3 separate regions of the Mus musculus genome follow, and all the other regions are linked to region 3. Evidence: chromatin contacts called from public Hi-C data. All regions are on one chromosome and are shown on one strand. The core of a region is the stretch at or near the end of the contact, and the rest is flanking DNA. Distances in the headings are between cores, read along the strand shown. Region 1 overlaps Gm36824 (a long non-coding RNA gene). Region 2 has its middle 29 kb from the start of Gm36824. Region 3 has its middle 370 kb from the start of Gm36824.

Region 1 (2,758 bases), core at 20-2,519, 380 kb after region 3:
CTGACAGTAACATCAATGTCACAGCACAAAGGGACGGGTGTCCCTCAATAGAGGATCAACCCTGAGCCATTAACCAGTGCTGGGCAGCTCTGCCATCTTGGTGGACAGTTACTCTCAGGACAAGTGTGTGAGCAGAGCCAGAACTGTCAGAGTTGAGGAAGGCATTTCTCTTATCTCTGTGGTTATGTTTCCATCCTTCCTTGCTCCCCTCATTTCTCTGTCTGTCCTACTCCATCTCTCTTCAATTAAAATAAAAATGTCCCCCAGAGGTAACTAAAAGGAAATAAAACCCTCCAAGTATCTTTGCTACTAGAACGCCACTCACTGTAGACTTCCAGGATTCTGGAACGTTTGCCTTTGCTTCCCCTGTCCCCTGTCCCCTTTCTCTCTCTCTCTCTCTCTCTCTCTCTCTCTCTCTCTCTCTCTCTCTCTCTCTCTCTCTCTCTCTCTCTCTCTCTCTCTCTCTCTCCACACAGACACACACACACAGGCACACACATGAACATAGGTACATATTCTATTCCAGTGAAATATATAACCATTGCTTAGTGGACTCTGGGTTTGAATTTTGACTTCTCCAAATCTCTGCTGCCTGACTTTAAAAAAAGTGTATGCTGATCCTCTGTGACCTGTGTGCTTACCTGTCACACACAGAAGTAAAACTGACAGTACTACAGCTAGGTTTGCTGATAAACAAAGGAGGTTGTTCATGCATGATCCTTGGCACCACGCTGGACTGACCAAGTGTTCATGGGAGTGACACTGCATCTTACCATTATTTGGGTCACTGATGTTGATGATGAAGGGCCTGAAGTTTTAGAGGAGACATTCTGAGCTCATTGTCTTTCCCTAATGTTTCTGGCAACAAAGCAGGCCATCTAGTTCTCCCACCACTTTACAGGTGGTCTCAGATAATGAAAGACTGGGATTCTCACCATCCAGGAAACCAGCTGTCAGCATCGTGGTACACGAGAGAGACTGCCTGATTCCAGACCTGCCTTTGGCTCATTGTTTGGGGTGGAGTGATAATGAATATTGATTATCAACTTGACAGGATCTAGAATCAGCTATGAGACAAATGTCTGGACATTTGTCTGGGAGTTTCTAATTTAAGTTCATTGATTTGTGAAGATCCACTCAAAATGTAGATGGCGCTATCCCTCAGGCCAGGGGCCTGCACTGTGTAAAAGGAAGCACTCTGAACAGTGCTCACCTCCTTACTATCTGCCATGTGACCAGCTGGCTGCTACACCTCTGCCACTAGGCTTTCTCTACCACTGCACCCTTCAGCTGCTCACATCCCTGCAGCCATGCCTTCCCCATCACCCCACCCTACAGCTGTGAGTCCAGATAAGGCCCTCCTTTCTTCTGCTGCTTTTGTGAGATATTCTGTCACAGCAATGAAAAGTAACAGACTCAGGTTTTTTCTCACATGTTAGGACCAGAAGACTAGTACAAGTCTGGAGAGCTCTGAGGGGGCAGAGGAATGGAGGTCATTTTCTTGAACTTTCCAAGATTGACATGATGCCAAAGATCATGTCCAACCGTTGGAATGGCTGTATCACTTGCCATTTAAATGGCAATCTGCCTGCACTTGAGAGAGACTAATACAGGACAGGGCTCTGGGAAAAGCATCTGCTAATGTTGGAATATGAAATTTCTCTGACAGGCCCAGGTGATAAGGGCCTGGCCCTACTTAATGGCACTATTTTGTGAGATGGAGAAAAGTTCAGGAGCTAGGGGCCTCTGAAGTGGGCCTCTGATGGCTCTGTACCTATGACAGATACTTAATCATGGCCAGTGATCCCACTTCTTCTTCCACTCTTCTATGAGGTGAACAGCCATTGCTACCATGATAGTCAGCCTTGCTTGAAGTCACAGCACTAAGGCTAAGGAGTGTTAAGATGAAACCTCTGAAAGCAGTAACTGAAGTAAACCTTTTCTCCCCATAAGCTATTTAATTTCAGGCATTTTGTTATAGCATTGCTAAGCCTAGCTGAGAGAGACAAAAATAGAAGAGGTACTAGACAGCCTGGGCCACTTGCTCTCTTGTACACATATTTACACTAATAGGAATCCTGACTTGTGTTTCTGAGCTATCTATACAGTTTTAACATTTCATGTCCCTACAGTTTCCAGTTTCCTGACTCCTGAGGGAATTACCCTTCTTTCTGTCAGCCAAGAACTTTTTGAACCCAGCACATTACCAAATAACTGCCAACCACAGTAATACTGGTCTTCCTAGCTCCAAGATCGGATGAAGTGAGAGCTCCAAGTGCAGCCAAATGGAGGCCTGGCCATGGAAGAGAGTCCTTGGCTTGGGGGAAAGAGGAGAGCAGGAAGCTCAAATGATAGAAAGCTCAGTTTCCTTGCCTGTTCTTCCTCTTTTCCTTGTCTCAGGAGAAAAGTCTTCATCTTGCACAGGAGAAACTGACAACAAATCAAGAGACAGAAATGTATAGAGCCATGGCATAACTATCGAAAGTATGTGTCCCATGAAGAAGGAGTTATCACCTCCCTCACTATACCTAGAGATCCAGCCTCTGACACTATCTTTTGTCATTCATTCATTTGAGTCTGTGGGCCACTCCAAAGAACTGCTCCATGGTCCAATTTGTCCTTGGTCATGTGGATTTTGTTGGGAAGTTTTGCTGAAGCCACAGTAAAATAGATGTTTGCCACTTACAACCAAATTAATTCTGAGTATACAGAAGCCAATGCACATATGCACGCAAGACTTCTAGAAAGCTAAGGAAAT
Region 2 (2,933 bases), core at 210-2,709, 340 kb after region 3:
AATTTCAGAATTTGATTGGGTTTGAAGATGTTCGAGCACTATCTGACATTCCAAATGAGCAACCTTACTACTCACCCTCCTGACTGCCTTATTTCAATCTCCTCCTTCCTTGGCTCTCTTCTCCAAGGACTAAGAAAGAAATGCCATGCAAATTAGAGGTTCCTCGAGGTTCCCTTGCTTCTCTCAGACACAGGCTACATGACTGCATACTTCTTTGTAAGTCCTTGATTCTGCAACATCCCCCTAGGCCCTGAGTTTATGTATCCGGCGGGAAGGTAATAAACACACAAGCCATTTGGGAGCATATTTGTTTTCACCCCATTTCACAAAGTGCAGTTAATAAGCCTTTAATGAAGGAATGGTATGCTCTCTGTGCCTCTGTATAAAATCCAAACAGTGTCAAAACACCTCCACAATGACCCAGTGCAAGTGCCATGCAACTGAATACTGATGACTGAGCCAGGGAAGGCATCTCCTCTTCTAGCAGAGTCTCCAAGGTCAGGACCATTGTGCCTCATGACTGCTCTCTTAATGTGGTAGTGGGAAAGAGGAAAGGGACAGCATTAGCTCTTAAGACTACAACTCACTTGTTCAAACACAAAAGCAAACCCACTGACCTAGAAAAATAACTAGGTAGGTAAAATGCTTTCCACATGAACATGAGGACTTTAGTTCAATCCCTGGAACTCGTGCACAAAGCAAGGCAGGTGATGTGTGCTTGTATTTGGGTGCTGGGGATGCAGGGCTGAAAGATCCCTGGGGCTGGTTAGCTAGACAATTTAGCCAAACCACTGAGTCCCAGATTTCACAAGAAACTCTGTTTCAAAAAGAAACTGACAAAGACAAATATGGATGGCTCCTGAGAAGCACATCTGAGGTTGACCTCTGGCCTCTACATCAATGAATGCACATCTACATATGTACCTGTACAAACATGGGCAACCACCCATGTCCATAGGTAATACAGCAACAGCACACCACTGCCACCATAGAAGAAGCTACAGAGAGCTGTCACTCTTTTTCCTGTCACATAGGTGGCAGAGTGTCACTCAGTAAATGGAATCAAGTCCCAACTCTGTCACACACCCACCTGCTGTTGTGTGAGCCAAATGCCAGAAGTGGTGGCATTGCTACGCTGATGCAGATAATGTGCGTTAGGGTCTCATTACCACTGTGACTCTTACAAATATTGGCAGTGTACCAACAGGCTGATCTCGTATTTGTTTTAGGTACAGGTGTGAACTGATGGAGAATTGATTTCTGAACAAGGCCCTGAGAGGTCCCAATGGTGTAGGCAGAGAGAGTTAGCAAACTGATTAATGTCAGTGCCAAGCTAAAGAACGAAAAGAGATAAAAAACCACCAGCAGAATTACTTTTTCTAGCTGCTAAGTAGATAATAGGAATAATGAGACCACGTGATCGCCAACCCACCATTTGCACGCCGGCAGCCTCGATGGTGTGCAAGTCTGATTTTAAGCCACTGCTCTTTACAGAACAGCATGTAAAACAAGCCAGGCAGGAGGAGCTCTCTCCTCTTCAACCCAGTCCAGACACACACACCCTGCTGTGATCGCAAGGATGGGCTTTCTGCCTTGCAGCCATGAGCTTGGAAAACCTTCACTTTCTCTTTCCCTCCAAGCAAGGACTCCAGGAACAGAGCGAGGTTTGTACTAGACAGCTGCAAATTTCAAAAATAAATTAAAAACACTATTGCAGATAATTTGGCCACATCTTTGCTACTCACTGTCAAACCATGGGGCTCATCAGGCATTTGCAACTTCTAATTAGATGGCTGGAGATAAGAAAGAAAGACAAGAGAGAAAGGGACTTAGATGGTGCCAGGAGGGTCTGTCACTGCCGCTCTGAGTGAAGAAGGAGAGACACTGAATTTATCCTCCTTTTTGTTTGACCCATCCGACTTCTAGAAGATATTGTCAGTGGTTCGTCACATTTTTGACACCAGTAACATATGTGCTCTATCTAAAGCTCAACTAGAAGAAAATCAGGATGAAAATGGACTCCTGATCATTTATGTCTCCATTCGCTGCAGACTTCTCCAAGGTACTGAGGTGACACAGAAAATAGAACATTTAACCTAGCCTCTCGATAGAATACCATACTTCACAGTATGGATTTTAGAGCAGGTCAGCAATCTTTTCTCTCTCTCTCTCTCTCTCTCTCTCTCTCTCTCTCTCTCTCTCTCTCTCTCTCTCTCTCTCTCTCTCTCTCTCTCTCTCTCTCCTCCCATCCCATATGTGTGTGTGTGTGTGTGTGCGTGTGTGTGTGTGTGTGTGCGCGCGTGTGTGTGTGCGCACACATTGTCATGGAGGCCAGAAATCAACCTCAGGTCTCTTTCTCAGGAGACATTCATCTTATTTCCTGGGACAGTATCTCCTATTGGCCTAGAACTAACTCAGCGATTAGGCTAGACTGGTAGGCCTGTGAGTGCCATGGACACTCCTGTCTCTGCCTACCCAGTGTTGAGATAATAAGCACACTAGTGGATTCTAGGGATCAAATCCAGGTCTTCATGCTTACATGCCAAGCACTTCCCAAATGAGCCATCCTTCCCTTTCTTTAGTGGTGTATGTATGTGTACATGTGTAAGTGTGTGCAGCTATGCATGTATGTGTGCATAAGTCAAAGTCAACACCAGCATCCCTCTGTGCTTTCCATGCTATTTTGTGAGTGATGGTCTCTCAGTGGCCTAGAACTCACCAAATAGGCTCGGTTGGCTAAATAGTGAGCCTGCCCCTGCCTTTCCAACTCTGGGTTTACAGGTACACAGCCCAGTGATCTACGTGGGTTTGAGGAACCCACATTTAGGAGCACGTGATTGCAAGGATTGCAAGGTGATTATGGAGAGTGCTGTACCCTGAGATCTCATAGGAAGTTCTTAACCTCTCCAAGCACAGGTTCTGTGGCCTGGGAC
Region 3 (2,700 bases), core at 69-2,568:
TTTGGTACTAGAGACTCTGTCTCAAAAACCAAACAAATGGAATGAAGACTGTGAGTTCCTCCTGTGTAGACTAATGCTGACATTTTAGCTTCCGGGCTCAACAGAGGTATGAAACACCTGCAAACAGGAGATGCCTTGATGGGACATCTATCAGTCCCCTCTTGTTACCTCCTCACCTTGTTACTGTGGTATCTCAGTTCACTCCTAACAGTAGCAAATACAGATTGGTAGAAAAAATTGCATGTTGTAACTATCCTATTACTATTAGCCACCTCTTACTGTGTCTCATTTGTAGGCTAAGTAAACACAATAACCCTGAGGCTTGATATTCTTGGTATTTTAGGGCATGTCCTGCGTGTCTTGGAAGAAGACATCACCATATAGAAGAGAGGTGCTGACAAACCACTTGTTCAAGGAGGAAAGCTGGCACAACTCTGAAAATATGCCTTTCAGCTAGATGCTTTCAGAGACCGGATCCAGAAGAGCTGGTACAACTACGAAATCGCCCCTTTCAGCTAGATGCTTTAGCGTCTGAATCCACTTTTCTGAAATGTTAGGACTCAAATTAGGCCACTTATTTGAAGGCATGAAGAACATAACGTGTATTCAATGAGCCTCCCAACAAAGCTTCCCTTCACAAATTTGCTTAGCACATACAATATCACATCTGGCCAGCAGATGGCAGAAGGGAGCTTTGTAAAAACTATCAAAACCAGCAAACACCAGAAAGGACCAGATAGATCTCTGAAATCTGTAACTTCCCGAAATAACAATCTTTCTGTACCCTCAAAATTGTACTCTCCGATAACTACATGTTTTAATTGCTAAACATGATGTTCTTTCCAAAAATGAGATGGCTTAAAGACACAGTGTATTAATATGTACTTACAAAAGTTTAGCATATTAAGGGTGCCCCCTTCAAGCAATAGGTATTGTGAAAGGGGGAGCACTAGGATTTAGGTCTAAAAGGGAAGATCACTGAGAGTCTATGATTTGTGTCATGTGGCTGGGGATTTAGCATATCAACTTTGTAAAAGTCAACAGAAATGGATTCAACTGCCCACACACTGGCCTTATAAGTAGGCATAGGGATGTTAGAAGGATTTAAAGAACATATTTTTGAGAAAGGATACTTCCTTTGGAAGAAAAAGAAAAGCGGAGAAAGCCTAGGGCCACAAAGGCTTCTCACAAACAAAGCTATTCTGAAGACAAAGCAAGCAAAATGCTGCCTCTGCCTTCTCTCCACCAGGACTGCATGCAGATCTCACAGGAACCATTTGGCTTTAACCCAAGGTTTTGGTCACAGGGCTTCAGTGCTGTCAATTTCAGCTGTGTACACAAGTGTGAGCCGGGGTGGGGGTGGGGTAGAGAGAGAGGGCCTTAGCTAAGGTGGTGGCTGATGCTTAACACAATGGGTCTGATCCCTGGGAGCCAGCTGTTCCAGGCAGGAGCCCCGTGATGAAGGTGAGCTCAAACCCAGGGTCCTTTAGCAAATAAGAGCTATGCATTGGTGCCACAGCAGGGACTTAATGAGAGTGCTTTTAATTAACTGTAAAAGTAATTACCCATATTAGATGTAAATCACACTTGTTTCTACAGGAGGTGAATGATTTCAGCACAGCTTTTAAGAATACTTCTTGAAGGGCTGTTAGTTGCCAATTCTCTCCAGGAGTCCATGTGCAAAAAACATAACAGGGCCTGGGGAAGCCAGCTCTGAGATATCTCCTTTCTTCTCTGCCAGGCACTGGAATGAATGTAGCCACACCCTCACCAAGGTTGCAGGCTCCAAAGAGCACTCCAGGCACACAGCACTCTTAGTGTGGAAGCTAAGGTGTTCTGTTTTTCACTTTAGATTTTTAGCCACTGGAATGATCTCCAGTCTCCCCCCACTGAATGGAGATAATTGCATGACTCAGACAAAACAATGGGGAGGAGGCATCTGGATGATAGCCCAGCCATAGAGTGCTCGCCTCTCCTTGAGTTCAATCCCTCAGGTCCTACTTAAATGTTGGACACAGTGGTTCCTGCACACTTGTAATCACAAGGCTGAGGAAGTAAAGCAGAGACAATTGGTCAGGGGGACACACTGGCTAGCCTGTCTACCTAGTGGGTGAGACCAACGAAGGACATTGTCAAAATAACAAAGGGACAAGAAATGACTCAACAGAGAAAGACTCTTGCTGCTAAGCCTCATGAATTGAAGTAGGGCTCACACTGTAAATGGATAGAAATGACTCTAACAAGTTGTATCTCCATATATACAAGTCACACATTTCCCCATATACATACTTACACACACACACACACAGATATACACACACACACAATACACAAAGATATACACATGGATACACACACATGCACACATGCATGCATCAAACATACACACATATACATGCATACATGGACATATTTACACGCACACACATGTTTAACACATGCACACATTCATGTGTACATGCACACAGGCATATACACCTACTCACAAATACACACACAAACATGCGTGTGTGCACATACACAGGATCATATACACACTAAAGCATAGAGTGCAGGAAGAAGTCCTTGGTGGTATGTGCCTGGGGTGAGCACATTCAAGGTGATATTATCCAGAGAAGGAACTAAATCAGTAAGGGGGTGACTTCACCCCATGTTCCCTGCAGAATCCACCCACACATAAGTAGGACTGTACTTATCACT

The links. A called contact is a pair of places that touch in the nucleus more often than the background predicts.
Region 1: a Hi-C map of the N1E-115 cell line shows a contact between it and region 3, with 2.6 times the contacts expected there. The contact joins two enhancer-like sites. A contact is called at or near these places in 2 of 484 Hi-C or Micro-C datasets (the N1E-115 cell line and brain).
Region 2: a contact with region 3 is called in a Hi-C map of the N1E-115 cell line, with 5 times the contacts expected there. The contact joins two enhancer-like sites. A contact is called at or near these places in 2 of 484 Hi-C or Micro-C datasets (the N1E-115 cell line and trophoblast stem cells).

What each region holds. Positions count from the first base shown.
Region 1 is chr16:6,094,717-6,097,474 of GRCm38.p6, reverse strand. The region is part of intron 2 of Gm36824 (a long non-coding RNA gene); the gene reads left to right. It also overlaps a transcript of Rbfox1 not described here. Among named protein-coding and RNA genes, the nearest start is that of Gm36824, 11 kb to the left of the region's middle. Within about 2 kb of position 1,269, at least 21 of the 459 cell types and tissues checked have an H3K27ac peak or open chromatin away from gene starts, as enhancers often do. A contact at or near this core is called in the N1E-115 cell line, where this site is marked.
Region 2 is chr16:6,133,842-6,136,774 of GRCm38.p6, reverse strand. It overlaps a transcript of Rbfox1 not described here. Among named protein-coding and RNA genes, the nearest start is that of Gm36824, 29 kb to the right of the region's middle. Within about 2 kb of position 1,459, at least 2 of the 459 cell types and tissues checked have an H3K27ac peak or open chromatin away from gene starts, as enhancers often do. A contact at or near this core is called in the N1E-115 cell line, where this site is marked.
Region 3 is chr16:6,478,514-6,481,213 of GRCm38.p6, reverse strand. It overlaps a transcript of Rbfox1 not described here. Among named protein-coding and RNA genes, the nearest start is that of Gm36824, 370 kb to the right of the region's middle. Within about 2 kb of position 1,318, at least 32 of the 459 cell types and tissues checked have an H3K27ac peak or open chromatin away from gene starts, as enhancers often do. A contact at or near this core is called in the N1E-115 cell line, where this site is marked.